Regions from separate parts of the Sus scrofa genome. Here region 2 is linked to region 1. The links are chromatin contacts, called in public HiChIP or PLAC-seq maps. All regions are on one chromosome and are shown on one strand. The core of a region is the stretch at or near the end of the contact, and the rest is flanking DNA. Distances in the headings are between cores, read along the strand shown. Region 1 overlaps BTBD9 (BTB domain containing 9). Region 2 overlaps BTBD9 (BTB domain containing 9).

What was found. HiChIP or PLAC-seq counts read pairs in DNA pulled down with a chosen protein or histone mark.
Region 2: an H3K27ac HiChIP or PLAC-seq map of alveolar macrophages shows a contact between it and region 1. The contact joins two enhancer-like sites. A contact is called at or near these places in 2 of 47 Hi-C or Micro-C datasets (both in liver) and 1 of 2 datasets of contacts at active chromatin or transcription factors (alveolar macrophages).

Annotation. Positions count from the first base shown.
Region 1 is chr7:33,777,748-33,782,761 of Sscrofa11.1, forward strand. All of the region lies in intron 10 of BTBD9 (BTB domain containing 9), which reads right to left. Among named protein-coding and RNA genes, the nearest start is that of BTBD9, 340 kb to the right of the region's middle. Within about 2 kb of position 2,649, at least 1 of the 83 cell types and tissues checked has an H3K27ac peak or open chromatin away from gene starts, as enhancers often do. A contact at or near this core is called in alveolar macrophages, where this site is marked.
Region 2 is chr7:33,925,661-33,930,674 of Sscrofa11.1, forward strand. The region is part of intron 6 of BTBD9 (BTB domain containing 9); the gene reads right to left. Among named protein-coding and RNA genes, the nearest start is that of BTBD9, 190 kb to the right of the region's middle. Within about 2 kb of position 2,256, at least 1 of the 83 cell types and tissues checked has an H3K27ac peak or open chromatin away from gene starts, as enhancers often do. A contact at or near this core is called in alveolar macrophages, where this site is marked.

The DNA of each region.
Region 1 (5,014 bases), core at 1,399-3,898:
TAAGTAATGAGCCTGTGGGAGGGGGTCGCACCCAGCACAGTGCCTAATCTAAAGCAGTGGCAAAAATATGTCTAAGTTATGGATGGATCAACAACACACTTTTTAACTAACAAGGGCCTACGCCCCACAAATTGGGGGTTTTAGCAGGGCAATGATTCAACGTGAGTTGAAAGATAATCTTGGTTAAAAGGAAGCAACAAAAAGAGGAACTAGTGCCTAAGAATATCAGGTGCTCCATCCACAAATACGAACGGCTTCAAACACTGTGCCCTGTGCTCCCTTCTCATCTCCTTAGGAATTTATAATGTTAATTAATATTAATGTAAGAATATGCTATTAATGCCATGTGAAGGTACAAATTTGAAAATCAGACTAGAAATTGCAAAACGAACACATTTGTAGCTGTAGATCACAGTACACACCATGTCTTACTAAAAACTTGACTCCCCCTTCATGTTACTGAGGCCCTGCCCTCACAGTCAGCAGAGCCACGTCTCTGTGCATTTGGGGTCTTCCGTGACGCTCTCTTATGCACCTACAAATGGACAGAGGCTGTGAGGAAGGGGCTCAATGGTGCCCTGAAAACATGAACTTTGGAATCATACCCTCTCGTTAGTTTAAACCTGTGATGTCAACATTAAAGGAGTATAGGTGTGGGTTTTTAGTTTAATTAGGAAAAATGAATCGAGAAGATTCAGAAGCATGTAGCAAATAAACAAGCTTCCCTGGGCCCCTCCTTCCCCCACCCTCAGCACACCCTAGAGAAAAGACTATACATTTCAAAGCTTCAGCAGCCTGAATTTCTATTAAGTCCATATATCCACTGCCAAATCCTACGGAGAATTTGGGAACTCCCCAGAGAACTCGGAAGGAAACAAGAACAACATAAACAAGTTTGCTTTCATCTGAGAGCAGCAGTGCCAGCACATCTGCCCTCCTTTGCCCTAGCATGACCCCCACACAAGAAACCTGCACTAACGGGTTTGAGAAGCGGAGATGAGGAAGCAGGGGATATCATGCGGGCTTTTTCACTAGAGGAGAACTGTGAGCGTTCTGGGACAGGCTGAATGTGCAACTCTGCCTGGAGGCAGAAGGACCAACAAGGCGGCGCCCCCACCCCCCTTCCTGGTCAAGACTGCTCAGGCGCAGTACTAGGAGCACAGACACTCTTTTGCTCGGTTTAGGTTTAGTAAGTCACTTCTGTACTGTTGTACACATTTGGATAAAGAGGTGAAAAGTGTATGAGCAGAAAGCACTAACTCCCTCCAAAACATCTGGTAAATGTGTGCAATTCCAGATGATCACCACTCTGAAACTACACTTTAAAACTTTGTAAGAAATGTTTATTACTGGTACTCAGTACATAATTTACAACCACCACGGTGAAATTCACTTACGTTTCATTTCAAGGGATCATGAAAAGAAAATGTCAACTGTGGGGAAAATATGCTTTATGGATCTGGGCTTAAAACAGGAAAAACACACACCCAAGTCTCTTTTGGTAGAAGAAAATAGTCTAATAAATGGCCTAATGAACAGTGTAATAATTTTTTTTTAAAGTAGGAAATAAGAAGAAAAAGGGAAGAAAAACAGAGGCTAATCACTCTAAACCTGATAATGAAGCCCTAGGTAATCTGGTGCAGAGACTATACCTTTAAGCCAATTTTTAAAGTATGAATTATGACACAGCTATTAGGCTGGTCAAATTAATACTGTGGGAAGGAAGCAGCAGTAATAGCCAAGGTAGGAAATTATATGAAAACATAAGTGGATTTCTTTGTAATCTACAGTCTTCATTATACCTTCTGGGAACTGAGTCTATTTCTGACTTGTATGTTCATAAGATTTTTATTTTTATTTATTTATTTTATTTTAGTCTTTTTGCCATTTCTAGGGCCGTTTCTGTGGCATATGAGATTCCCAGGCTAGGGGTTGAATCGGAGCTGTAGCCACTGGTCTACGCCAGAGCCACAGCAATGCGGGATCCGAGCTGCGTCTGCGACCTACACCACAGCTCACGGCAACACCGGATCGTTAACCCACTGAGCAAGGGCAGGGACCGAACCGGCAACCTCATGGTTCCTAGTCGGATTCGTTAACCACTGAGCCACAACGGGAACTCCGTTCATAAGATTTTTAAATCTGAACTCAGAGGTCCCTTTGGTTAGGAAATCATGGGTTTTTCCAGCCACGATGTGGGCCAGTAGTAAGTGGCCAGTTTCGATTTTTTTTTTTTTCAGAAAAAACTTCCCTAATCCTATGCCATATTCTGATCACGTCTATATTCTTACAGACCTTGTATGACTGTGTTTTACTATGATCTTCTAGGCCATGCAAAATCCTGGGAAAGGGGGCCTCAGAATCAGGAGATCTGGATTCTAATCTGGATCCTTCATTAGAAGAGACTTGGGAAAGGCCCCTGTGCTTGTGTCTCAGACTCTTATGTGCTAAACTGAGAGGCTTAGACTATGATTTCCAAGGTACTTTGAGTTACAGTATTTTATGACTATAGGATCCATTTTTGTATTTTACACCGTGCATGTGTGTTGTGATGGTTTCCAAATGTTCAGAAGCTCTAAGTTCCTTCAGGGAACTATCTTTCTGTTTCCTCAGCATCTTGCTTCACAATGTAGCCTCTACCTACCAGGGCCACTCAATAAACATGACTGACTCAAAAGTTGGTCAGCCTATGCATGTGATTAAGGATTATTCACTAGAGGCTACTCTGGGAAAATTGGGCCCTGTACTTTCGGGGGGTGGGCGGAGGGGTAAGTGCTGTTGACCTTGAAAAATGGCTAGATTTTTAAAAGCAAATTTCCTCCCAGCCTAGTCCCTTATTTCCTCCCTTCTCTGAAAGAGACCAAGAAAACAGTGAAGGTTATTGACATACACATAAAGAAATTACAGTGGACATTCGCCTAATGGAGTCGTTAGTGTGCTGGGGAGGAAAAGATCAAGGAAGAACTCAGCGCTTCTGGCCAGGTCTTGACGGGGACAGAGGATGATAGAGACTTGAAGATCAGCCAGTGGAGATAAAGATAATTAGCTGATCTAAGCATGGACTCATTTGGCAATAGTAATTGGACCAGGCTGAGAGTAAAGTAGGCTACCTGTAAGGAGAGAATTAAAGAGATAAAAAGTAGAAAGTTTGGAGGGAGCGGAGAAGTATGGTAATTATCTGTTCGAAATGTGGACATGAGGGCTAATGGTGGGCAGAATGTTTGAAAACAAGATGTTTGGGAAAAGCTGGTCATGTAGAGGGAGAAGCTGACCCAGGTAATGACCTGAGGCTTCTCTCAGCAACCACCGACAAGGGAATAAGGAATCACAACTGCATAAAGCCAGCAACAGGGTCCCAGACACCAGAACGGCAGTAGATGCAAATGGAGTACACAGGGCGTGAAGTCCACTCGAGGCCACTATTAATACTCTGTGGAGCGACACGGAGGTCTGAACTAAGGTGGTGGCAATTGGAACAGAAATAAAGGAAGAAATGGTACAAAAGAAAGGACACGGCTGATGGAGGCGAGGAAGAAGAAAGTCGAAGGGGTAAGAGACGCCCAAGCGAAGCTGTACTGCTACCACCACGAGCAGGGACGTCAAAAGAGAGGAGCTGCTTTATAGGGAAAGATGACCATGAGCCTGCTTTTAGACAAAGCGTTTGAGAAGCCATTCGAGAAGGGGCCAACATTTAGTAGAAAATATGACTGGAAAATGAACTCTGAAGCCAAGAGAATAAATCAGATAGTCAAGGAAGAGTGCCCACTTAGCTCTGAAAATGAATGCTGGACACCTGAACTCACAGGAAGGAACACTATCCACCCCCGGCCCACCCCATTTTTAACCTTGGATGAAAACACCAGCTTCTCAGCACTCAGGATTTGACCATTCATTTTTATGCATGGATTTCTATGACGACGTTATCTGGCGTCTCTAGGCGCTCAGTTTGCTTATCTGCTTAGGGTTATGTGTCTCTGACTAGAGGCCCATGGTTGTACTGGCAATGCCTATCTCAGGGAAGGGCTTAGCCCAGGCTTGACCATGGGCCTCCTGAGACCCCTGTGGACCCTCTGCAACCCATCCTCAGACCTCAGGTGGAGAGAGAGTTCCAGGGCTCCAGGTCTGATCTGGGGGAGACTAACCTGCTGGGGAGGCACAGGGGAGGGCTTGGCAAGTGGTTTAGAGATCCTCTCAGAGATGACGGCCAGGTTTTTATTTTTTTTTAAACCTTTTACTCTGAAAATCCAGAGAAACAATTGAAACACATTAACCTGACAAACTTGGGATTTTAAATCAAATCAATTTCCAAAGTGAAAGGGGCACAGCTGGCAAACAGTTTTTAAAGCACTCAGACCCTCCATAAAGAAAAACTTTACTCTCTCTAAGAGTGTTTAAAAATAAAGGTAATGGACTTCCAGCCAGTAACCAGTCTCAAGTGATAAACTGTTACTGGGGGATCCAGATCATTAACTTAAGGGGCAAGAATAGTTGTGGAGACCAGAGAAAGCTAAACTTCTGGCAATGACTGCATCTGTGGAATAAGGGTATAAATGAATCAAGGATGACAGATCAATAATGGATAATGAGGAGAAGTTTGGAAGACGCACTCCCAGCCTATGAGGACTACATTAGCAGGGCACGAGCGACTTCTATTCTCTCGTAAAATCCTCCTTGTTCCACGTGACAGCATCTGAGCTGGGATGGACAGACGTCCTGATCGAGCTCTGTGATGACCACAGCTCCAGCAGTTCTACAAAAGAAACCAACAGTGTGCAGACTGGGGACAGTGGCTGGCCTCATCTGCTCATTCACTCAGACAGCGTTACAGCTGCTAGGTCCTTGCTAGGCTACCATGGCTAAGCGTGAGCAACACGGACCAAATTCCTGCCCTGATGGAGCTCCCATTCTCGCAAGGAAGAACAACAGGTATTTGAGAACCGCTAAGCAAAGTGTTTTACCCAAACTGCAGAATCAGCTGTGAAGGAAAGAAGCTGCGTTCTATGAGAGGAGTAAC
Region 2 (5,014 bases), core at 1,006-3,505, 150 kb after region 1:
ATATGAGCACCTGAAGAAAAAGCTCGATAGAATAAAGTAGAAAATCTAAAATACAGAACAAAATTACGTATGAAAATATATGCATATTATACAATGGAGTTAATCTCAGATCAAGAGTTGGAAAAAGACTCACTTTTTTTTTTTCTTTTTTTTAAAGGGCCGCACCTGCAGCACATGGAGGTTCCCAGGCTAGGGGTCAAATCAGAGCTACAGCTGCCAGCCTACACCACAGCCACAGCAATGCAGTATCCAAGCCATGTCTGCGACCTACACCATAGCTCCAGGCAACACTGGATCCTTAACCCACTGAGAGAGGCCAGGGATCAAACTCAAATGGTCATGTATACTAGTTGGGTTCATTACCACTGAGGCATGACAGGAACTCCAAGCCTCACTTTTAATAAGTGGCACTGGATTAACATTCTACACCTTACACAAGTGCAAATCCTAATGAACCAAATTTAAATTCAAAAAAATGAGAAAAAAATAAGAAACAGGAAAAAACAGAGTTCCTATTGTGGCACAGCAGATATGAATCCGACTAGTAACCGTATCTAAAAAATAAATAAATAGGAAGAACCAGCAGGAAAAAAGAGCAGGAAATTCCTCTACATTTTGGGTGTGGAGAAATGTTTCCTAAGTAACTAAAATCCAGAAGCATAAGGGAAAAAGACTGGGATACTTGACTATATAAAAAATAAAATTCTACATAGAAAAAAAAAAAGGCAACAAAACTCCATAAGCAAAAGTACAAATAACAAATTAATAAAAAAAAATCCTCAACTCCTATTATAACAGACGTTAATATTCCTAACATCTAAAGAACTCCTAAAATAAAAAAGAACTAAAACTCATGTAAAAAACTGGGAGAGGTGAGCAGAGTTTGCAAAACGAAAACCTGCCAAGCCTCCCCAGAACCTGAAGATATGTTCAATTTCTCCAGTGGCCCAATAAGAAAAATAAAGATCTCTCATCCACCAGATTTCCAAAAGTTTGAAAAGCATGCTCTTGGCAAGGTTCTGGGGAAACATGCCACGCATGTGTTGCAGGTAAACACTGCTTTGAGGGGACATTTGATGGAGAGGATGAGATCTTGCTACCATGTGACAGGTATTACAGGACAAGCAGTCATTTGGGTTACATAAAAAATTTCACAGTTGCGGAGTTCCCGTCGTGGCGCAGTGGTTAACGAATCCGACTAGGAACCATGAGGTTGCGGGTTCGATCCCTGCCCCTGCTCAGTGGGTTAAGGATCCGGCGTTGCCGTGAGCTGTGGTGTAGGTCGCAGATGCGGCTTGGATCCTGCGTTGCTGTGGCTCTGGCGTAGGCTGGCGGCTACAGCTCCGATTAGACCCCTAGCCTGGGAACCTCCATATGCCGCGGGAGCGGCCCAAAGAAATAGCAAAAAAAAAAAAGACAAAAAAAAAAAAAATTTCACAGTTGGAAATTTTGTCAATTGCCTTAGAAATTCCCAGTCCAGCCACTGCACATGGCTGTATATTTCCCATGGGCTACACAAAGTAGCTCCCATTGGGGTTGCTCAATGCATGGCCCTGCTACCAACCACCTAGCCCTTGGGAAATCATTTATTGCTACCAAACTCTTATTTATTTATTTATTTTTTTGCTTTTTAGGGCCGCACTCGTGGCTTATGGAGGTTCCCAGGCTAGGGGCTGAAGTGGAGCTGCAGCTGCTGGCCTACACCACAGCCACAGCAATGCCAGATTCCCAACCCACTGAGCAAGGCCAGGGATCGAACCTGTGTCCTCATGGATGCTAGTCAGATTCATCAACCACTGAGCCACGATGGGAACTCCACCAAACTCTTAAACAGCTGGAGGAAATAGCCCTCTTTTAAAAAGCTTTCTTTCTCGAAGTTAGACTCCTACCCAACCACGTGGTGGCCTGGGTGGAGGAGAGGGCATACGGACAACACACACTTATACTCACTGTAGCCAAGGGTAAACGTGGATCGGGTGTGGACAGGGCTTCCTTCCTGTTTGTCAAGAGCAGCTGGTGATAGGGATTTTTATGGGAAATTCCCCAATTTTTAAGAGCAAAAATTCAATTACGATGCCTTTACAATGTACAGGCCATGCAAAAATGCCACTGTTCAGACCTCCAGTCTGCAAGCTTTATTTTAGATTTTTCAGAGGGCTTATTTTTTAAAGAATTAATCATCTGGGTTGTTCTCCAGACCAGCAATTACTCATCACTTGTCAAAATACAGAGATCAAAAAGGAACATAATTTTCTGAGAATATGATGTGACTAGTGGATAGTGTGACATGTTAGTTTTATGTGTCATTTTCCTTTATAAGCATTCTAGAAGCTTCATTCTTTAGAAAAAAAAAAAAAAAAAAGCATAGAAAAAGAGCAGTGCACCATCCTATGCTGGAACTTGCCCACAGTCACAGAGCTACTTTTTTTTTTCTTTTGTTTAATTAAACAGAGTTCAGAGTAGAAGCCACTCCTTGATGCCTGATTCAGTCTTTCTGTCCCACTGTGTGAATTTCAAGAAGCTCCCCATCTATAAAATGGGAATAATAATATAGTATTTACTTGATGGGGTGGCTGTGAAGATAGAACAACCAGGTATCTGTCGTGTTCTGCACAATGCCTGGCTCACAGATAAACTTAACAAAGTGACAAATACTGTGGTAGCTACGAGGCCAGCTATAAGCATACTTAACATTCATACAGTACAGAATACCTCCAAATTTCATCAAAGTTTAGGTATCACATTTATTAACTCCTCTTTTTATTCGTGGCCTATCACTGAAGGAGACTCAACAACTGTCAAAATTTGTCATTTCAGAAACATAGTCATTGCTATTCAGTGCCTGGTATTTGTCTAGGTGTTCATTTTAAGTGGATTGTTTGATGATATGTTGTAATACCTTCCCCACTATCTGGAATAGGAAGACATCTGTAATTACTGGGGTCATCCAGAAGCTACTCCCTAGGTTTTTTTTTACAGCTATCTTTTGTGCTCCATGGCATCTCAAAAATAATAGCTAATAGTGGCTCTACCAATAAATTTTACTAATTCTTTGAATAATAGAGGATGCAAGTCACAAGGCCCTGCTGATTCGAGTTCATCATTTTTCCCAACCATTGTTTTTTTTTTATAAAACCTTTTCTCAAGCTTATATCCTCCCTCTGGCTACTGCCCTTTCTCTTTCCTTTCTTTCACATCAATCTCTACTTTTCCTCTCCCCATTTATTCCTCAGTGTGCTGCCACTGGCCTGCCGCCCCCACCAGGCTACTGGATCTGTTCAGATATTTTTTAGTCCAGCTGACTGCTGTGCATTCTTCTGTGACACCATTCTTTCTTTTGATTCTTCCTGCCTCTTCCTTTGCTTGTTGTCAGTATCTTACTCTTTGATGTATGATCCTTTTCCTTTATTTTGTTCCCTAAACACAGGTGTTCTCCAAGAGTTCCACCTGGCCTCCTCTTGTTTTTACTCTGTACACCCATCCTAGGCAACCTCATTTGTAATCATTACTTCAGCTACTAACCTTACACTAAGAAGCTTCAGACCCACACCCACACTTCCAACTGCCTACTGAACACTTCCCCTGGAAGGTTTCACAGGCACTCTAAACCCCAAATACTTAAGACAGAAATTAACAACTCAATGCTCCCACCCCAAACATTTTCTTTTTTTTTTTTGTCTTTTTAGGGCTGCACCTGTGGCATATGGAAGTTCCTAGGCTAGGGGCTGAATCAGAGCTGTAGCCACCAGCCTAGGCCCCAGCCACAACAACGCCAGATCTGAGCCACATCTGCAACCTACATCACAACTCATAGCAACACCGTGATCCTTAACCCACTGAGTGAGGCCAGGAATCGAAACTGCGTCCTCATGGATACTAGTCAGATTCGTTTCCACTGCACCATGACAGGAACTCCAGTTTTCCTATTTTAACATAGCAATGGCACTGCTGTCTTCGCAGACACTATGGCAGGCAGAGCATTGCCCCCTCCGAAAGACATCCATCCACTTCCCTAATCCCCAGAACCTGTCAACAGACTAGGTTCCTGAAAAAGCAGAATTAAGGCTGCTAATCAACTGACCTTGAGGTGGTGAATTACTCTAGATTATCAGGGTAGGACAACGTCTTTAAATGTGAAAGAGCAAAGCAGAGATCTGGAGTCAGACTGAGAAAGAATCAACCAGCCTTGCTAGCATTGAAACTGAAGGGGACCATGAGTCAAAGAATGTAAGTAGCCTTTAGAATCAGGAAAAAGAACCCCCACCCCCCAAAAAAGTTTCTTCCCTAGAGGGTCCAGGCGGGAACACACCACTGCTGATGACTTGATCTTAGTTCAGTGAGATTCATTTCAGACTTCTGATTTCTGGAACTGTAAGACAATCAATCTGTGATGTTTTTAAGCCCCTAAATTTGTGGTAACTTGTTATAGCAGCAACAGGAAACTAATCCAGCAACCAAGGCAGGAGCTGGAGAATTACCCTTCATTTCTAGTCAATTACTCCCTAAATTATCACTACATTTATCACCTAAATAACTGTCATCTTTTTCATCCCCATCCCCACAACCTCATCCTACTTTATCTAGACTATGGTCACAATTTCCCACTGGTTCTTCTGTTTCTAGTTTGGTACCTTCATCCAACTTCATTCCTATCCATTGATATTTGCTACTCAACCAGAGGAATCCTCAGAAATAAAAAATAAAGCATCCCTCCCCTGATTATATTTCTTCAAATGACTCCTCAACGACTTCAGAAACAAGTTGAAACACCCCTAACAGAACTATAAAGCCCTATTAGAACAGAGATTGGCTATATGGAGCATATACAGTGTTCTAATAACACTGCTGGGCACTAAACATTGCTAGAAATGTAAAGAGATGGAGGAAAACTACACTGAACAGAATTCCAAAGTACCGAGAACTGTATAAAGTTGGAAGAAAACACTGAGGTGTGGGAAGGCTGGGGAGAGGTAAAATTCTGGGATGGCATGCATAGGTACTGAGCTGGTTTCCA